Regions from separate parts of the Zea mays genome. Here region 1 is linked to region 2. The links are chromatin contacts, called in public Hi-C maps. All regions are on one chromosome and are shown on one strand. The core of a region is the stretch at or near the end of the contact, and the rest is flanking DNA. Distances in the headings are between cores, read along the strand shown. Region 1 holds the start of LOC732812 (ADP-ribosylation factor homolog 1). Region 2 holds the start of LOC100191210.

What was found. Hi-C and Micro-C count contacts between places; a contact is called where the count stands out from the background.
Region 1: a contact with region 2 is called in a Hi-C map of ear, with 2.5 times the contacts expected there. The contact joins the promoter of LOC732812 here to the promoter of LOC100191210 in region 2. A contact is called at or near these places in 8 of 25 Hi-C or Micro-C datasets (bundle sheath, ear, leaf and 2 more).

What each region holds. Positions count from the first base shown.
Region 1 is chr5:3,347,230-3,350,201 of Zm-B73-REFERENCE-NAM-5.0, forward strand. LOC732812 (ADP-ribosylation factor homolog 1) reads right to left here and starts at 1,431. Exons shown (of 7, transcript NM_001112427.2): 1 at 1,221-1,431; 2 at 754-915; 3 at 102-172. The coding sequence starts at 901.
Region 2 is chr5:3,123,172-3,126,448 of Zm-B73-REFERENCE-NAM-5.0, forward strand. LOC100191210 reads right to left here and starts at 1,488. Exons shown (of 7, transcript NM_001136644.1): 1 at 1,287-1,488; 2 at 1,000-1,088. The coding sequence starts at 1,366.

The DNA of each region.
Region 1 (2,972 bases), core at 181-2,680, 220 kb after region 2:
TAACCGAACAAGCCCTTACAGGAAACGAGTAACATGAGATAGAAGAAGCAATGCCATATTACTAAAATGTTGACACAAAATTCAGTCATCAATCTTCATACCTTGTCCTGGCCCCCGACATCCCAGACAGTGAAGCTGATGTTCTTGTACTCCACAGTTTCAACATTGAATCCTGTATTTGAAGGTAAGACAACGCTGAGAAACAGAACACGTAATATCGCAGCTCACGGGTAAAGGCAAGAGGCATGTTTGATTTTAAGTGAACAATTTCAAATGGAATTTGGTGTTCAAGTTGCTTTAAAAAATCCCATGGTGCTCTGTCAAGCAAGTATTCATTTAGCGGTCGCTGCCATTCATCAATTTATTGTATTCAAGTAAATTTGCTGCTCTATCTGCTTGCTAAAGAGGCTTTAATCTGTTCATTAGCTGTTCAATTAATTGAGTGATCACAGAGGCCAACAGCTGGTGCGCTAAAAAAACTCAGTGGAAGAGGATGCACGTCCTATGAAAAATTAACAGAAATGCATTAAGCTAGTTCACCAGTCTTGTTGCGCCTAGATTTTTTTAGATAAAAAATGATCAAAGTGGTGAGTTCCGTTATTGATATTCGCGTAGCCATGCAGCCTGAATTTTCAACTAAACTAGGTGGCCGTGGAATTATCCAACAACTATTTGGCAGCCCTGTCCAAAATCATGATACCACGAGCATAACTTAATTCACAACGTGGTGCTTATGTATGCTGGCGCGCTTACCGATGGTGGGGATGGTGGTGACGATCTCGCCGAGCTTCAGCTTGTAGAGGATGGTGGTCTTTCCGGCGGCGTCGAGTCCCACCATCAGGATCCGCATCTCCTTCTTGGCGAACAGCCGGCTGAACAGCTTGGTGAACGTGAGCCCCATCTCTTCCCTCTCACCTGCAGCAGACACGAAACCCAGGTCATCAGGACGCCGATCCATCCCACGCATGTCCCTCACACGGCCACAGGCCGCTAGATCTACGCGTCGCAGCGCCCAGATCCACCTAGGGACCGAACCGAAGGCCGGGCGGTACGAGATCCGCAGGAAATGGCGAGCGGATCGACCGGCACGCAGCCCAGAGCGCGCGAACGGTCGGCGAGAGCGTTCTACCTAGGATAGATCCCGTGCGCGGGGGGAGCGATCCTCCGTGGGGGAAGGGAGGGGAGGGGAGCGGGGTAGGCGGGAGGGCGCTGGTTCTCACCTTGTCGGCGGATCCGATTCGCGGTGTCGGGCTCGCCGGCGACGCAGCCGGAGATGGAGGGGACGAAGGCAACGGGCGGAGGAGACCGGGAAGGAGAGGCTCCGGGGTGACGATGATTCTGGCGGTGGAGCGCGTCCTCGCCTTTTTTATACGAGGCCAGAAGCCAATAGGCCGCAGGAGGGGAACCGAGCCAAGCTTCCTTTTGCTGCGGGTCGCGTCAACCCAACGCGTCTCACCTCCACCGCATGTGTATGTATGCGTATTCGATATTCGACTACTCAAGTGCAGGAACCACCGAAGGAGAGTTGTGATGCAGGTTAGGGTGAAAATTTAGACATTGAGCTATTATACTCGATTAACATTGATTGATATTGAATGGAGCATGCATATAGGTAGTGCTGGAAATATAGATCGGGCTTTTCGGGCCACCATGAGCACGACCCGAAAATAGGAGTTAAAACACGGTTCGACACGAAATAATATAGACCGAACTAGCGCGGTCCGAAAACGGGCTTGGGCCGGGCTTCAAATTCCGGCCCGTCAGACCCCTGGCACGGCCCGCACAGATTCTAATCCTTCAAACCAAAAGCTACCCATTTTCGTCAAGGCATCAAGATGTCGCACCTCCTAGAGTAGCAAGGTTCACTTGACATTAAGTATTTGATCGAGCACACACACAAAAATCTCCATCCAATCAACAATGAGTGTGAGAGCTTAGTCAACAACAGACTGAAGCCTGTTTGGTTAGGAACAGACTAAGCAAACATTATCATGGTATGCATCCCAAGTTACAACCAAATGGAAGGCGAGGCGAGGCACGGTACTGGTGAGCGGAGGAGGCCGACGAAGCGGCGACGGAGAGCACAGCCGACTTGCGCACCCGCGAAGGCTGCGACGACGGTCGACCTCCAATAGCCGCTGTCTCCGCCACCATCGCTGCCGCGACAAGAGGAGGAGCCAGGTGGGGGCGGGGCAGGCCACGAGAAGGAGGAGAAGGGGAGCAACAACCACGAAGCCATGGGCACCACCGCCGCCTGCGTGTGTGCGTCTAGGGAGCCCGGTGGGGGCGTGGGCTGGGGGCGGGTATCGCGTGACGGGGTCTGGGGGCGGGTATCGCGCGACGGAGTCGATGCGCGGGCGGGATCCATGCGCGGTGGAGGCGTGCATCGTGGGCGAGATCCGCGGGTGGGTTCCATGCGCGGACACGGAGAGGTGGAGCACAGGCGGAGGGAGAGGTGGTGTGGGGAGGAGGGTGGGGATCCGCGGCACCTTCCATCGGCGGCCGAGGCAGAACCGTGCACCACTAAATTGTAGATGTTTACACTCTGTTCTTAAGGAGTAGTAGAGATATGTAGATGACATATAAAATTATAAGCTCGAACACAATGATCCCGAAGACCCTCTAAATGTTGAGACACTATGGTAAGCTAAACCATCGCTAGATGCTGCATTTTTGGCTAGATTGAATTGATTTTTCTTAGATCGGAGATGAAGTTCGAATGCAACCCCACAAACTGAACTCATTTAAATGTTGCTTCACCTCTCCCTTTTATAGTCACTTAAATGTTGCTGCACCCCTTCCTTTTGTAATCTGCCCATATTCTGTCATGGCTTTGTACAATAGCAGAGCTTTCTGTATTGTAATCATGTAACAGATCTGGCATGCCAACAAGGGCGAAGGATTCTTGTAGCAATGTACGACGCTTGCCATACCTTGATTTTTAGAGAAATTCCTCCTCGAATGCTACTGCA
Region 2 (3,277 bases), core at 238-2,737:
ATAGGTCGTGGATTAGAACTAGGCTAACAGAGGCCAGAAGATGACACTCCCACCAAACCATGAGAATCAACAAGAAAAAAATATCAGCAAATACTAAGACATGCACATTGATATAAATCACCTTATTATGCCTGCAATATACAGATGGCCACTTAGCTATGTGGAAAATTATTTTTACAGAATGGCCCAACCAAATAACACGATCAGTGGGCACTTGATCAGTCAATACATTATTCAATCTACAATGTTAAAATAAAGGGAGCCCCTTAGTCTGGTAATATGCATTGAACACAAAGAGTAGAGTCAGCTGACAGAGCACAATTACCCAATCAAGAAAAAAAAAGACATTTCAATGCAAAAACAAAGGCTCCAGCATTTCCAGTATCAGCAACAGTTAGAATCAAATATTATAGGAAGCACAATTTTGTTCGATTTTTTTCTTCATAATAGGTCAGAAATTTCAAATATAAGTAGTAACGTGTATGTTGTGTGATACGTATCCACCCTGTTGCTGGTAATGTGCTGGAAAACATATGAGGATCACCATCAAAACATCCAACACACTTGCACAATTAATACAGGAGCTTTGCCATTGCTTGTGTTAAGATCAACTACAACTACCCCTTGGAAGCATATGAAATATCAACATTAACAGCCAGACCGATCGGCAAAGGTGGCATTATATATCTCCCCAAACCCCGATCATCTATTATTCTGATGACCACTGGATTAAGCTTCGCAACACAAATATAAACCAACGAAACATAAGGAACCGTGGGGGACCGAAGGAGATCGTACGCGTAGAGGTAGAATCCAATGCCATCGAAACCGAGTACTCATCCAAGCATTGAGCGAGGGAGGGAGGGAGGGAGGGCAGCAGTCCCCGGCTGAGTGACGATTGCAGATTGAAGAGCTAGCTCACTCAGATAACCAAAGGAAACCTCTCATCGGGCTTGCAGGAAACGACGAGGCGGGGATCAGAGGGAGGACCTCACTCACCTTGGCTCAGCAGCTTGTTGCATATGGGCAGCACCTGCATGAACGGCCCCAGCTTCTGGTGTTCAGCGAGCAGCTCCGCCAAGTACTGGCTGCGAGAAACCGGACAAACCGATGAGTCATGGCATCAAGCGTGAAGGCTATCGCAGTATCATGGATCATCTATTAAACCAGACAAGAAAAAGGAAGAGAGGGGCGGGGGCGGGGGGGCAAAGAAGCAATCTTGGCAATCTTGGTAGTCGCTGGATAGAAACACAGGAGAATTGAAATCCACACGCGCGCCGCTGTACCTATCGACATCCGGGTTGCTTCTAATCTGAGGGGAGAGGTTTCGCGCAGGGGAGAAGCCCTGGCTGTAGAGCCCCGACATGGCGGCGGCGGCGGAGGAGTCGAAGCGATTGAGATGGGTACGTAGCCCAGGAAGTGGAGGCGAGGCGACGAGAGATGGTGGTGTGTGCGCCGTGTGGGGTGGTAGCAGGAAGAGTGGTAAAAAGGCTCGCTGCTTTAGGGTGCAGCCTGCAGAGCTGGGGGTAGAGGGGTTGGCAGGCAGCCGCAGCCGCTGCCGCTCTGGAAACCCTCCTCTCTCTCTCTCTCGCTCGCAACACGACGCCGATGGAAATTCGGATCGATCGAAACAAAAAAAAACAAAACAATAGATGGGAAACCACCACGAGAAAAACGCAACCTCCTGTTTTTCTCGAGTCACGTCAACAAAGTCTATCTTGCCGCACCCTGGTTTTCCCCGTTTGTGAGGAAAAAAAACAATCTTTTTTTTTCTCTCTCTCGCTCGCTCTCTCTCTCTTAATTTCTCTAGAAAGCCGGCCGGTACGCGCGCGTACGTGGTAGCATCGCCACCGCGTATAGTAGTATACATCTGCAGGTCTGGCTGGCTGAATTAGTTCCGAAAATAAATATATATACACACACGCCGTTTTAAGCTTAAAATCTACAGCTAAACCCCTCTCTGACGACAGCACAGCATGCATGCTTCATCGTGCGTGCGTGATGTCAACAGCTGGAAGCCAAGCCAAGCTGCAAGCTCTAACGGCACACACCTGTTGTTGCAATTGCAAGCAGCTCCTCTGCGCTGTCCATTCTGTCCCGTTGCGGCAAGCTCCAAAACCCCCTTTCCCCCCTCCCCTGGCTCTGAGCTTGCGCTTGCGCCCCGGCGCATGCAGCAGTACGTTGTTGTTGTTGTTGTTGTACTAGGTGCGTGGGGAATTTTCTTTCGGTTTTTTTTGGCTGTCAAGCATTTATTTAGCGGCGTGTGGGCCCCGCATGACATGACTGATTCAAGACTGTCTGTGTGTGGAGTGGTGTGTCTCTCTGGGTTATTGACTGATGACTGGCTGGTACTGGTAGGTGCCGTGCCACGAGGAAACTTTCATGTTTTAACCACGTACTGTAGAGGCCCACGCCAGAAATCACCAGTTTTTTCATCGATCGCGCGAGATGTGTCTGTCGGTCGCTGGTGAGCATGGCATGGGTGTCGCTGTCGTCGGTACACAGCAGCAGGGAGCAGTAGTAGCTTGTAGAGCTAGAGTATAGAGATGGAGCAGAGCGGCCATTTGTGTGGTGGTGGAATGGTGGATACGGTGCAGAGCTTTCCACGCCATGGATATATAGCTAGCGAAAAAGAAATGTACGTACCTATCCATTGCTTGCTCGGGAAATAAATTACGTAAATCGTACTCCCATTAGAAAATAAATGTAACCTATCCACGGTATGAGAATAATAAACTCCATACCGCAAATGGATTTCGAGCAAATATAAGTTTGGGATACATTAATTAATACGATAGAGAGACAACAAAAAAATCACATGCTGTTATTTATTAATTAGAGTAGCTGCTGTACACCCATCTGAACAAAATCAATAGTCTCCCTAAGAACTAACGCAGAGCCTGCCGAGAGAATAACAATATGGAAAACCTTTTGTCGACCAGGTCGCGCCGGGTGGATAGCGGCGCATCCCTCTCCGAAGGCTAAAGCCAGTGCTGACTAGGGATTACTCGAGCTAGCTAGCTAGCTAGCTACCAGTGCAGAAAAAGTGGCCATCAACACTTTGTTCGTCCACGACTCTGACCAGCCATTCATCTGTGTCTTACGACACATCGGCAACCTGTTCGTACCATTTGGATTTAGTGGGATTGAATGAGTTTGAATCCCAAACAAGTCAAACTTTTTCTCAATTTTTTTTTCAATATCATCAAATTCATGTGTATTGGGAATAAGCGAACAAGGACTAAGCTGTTTAGCATACTTTTATATAGTGATGACT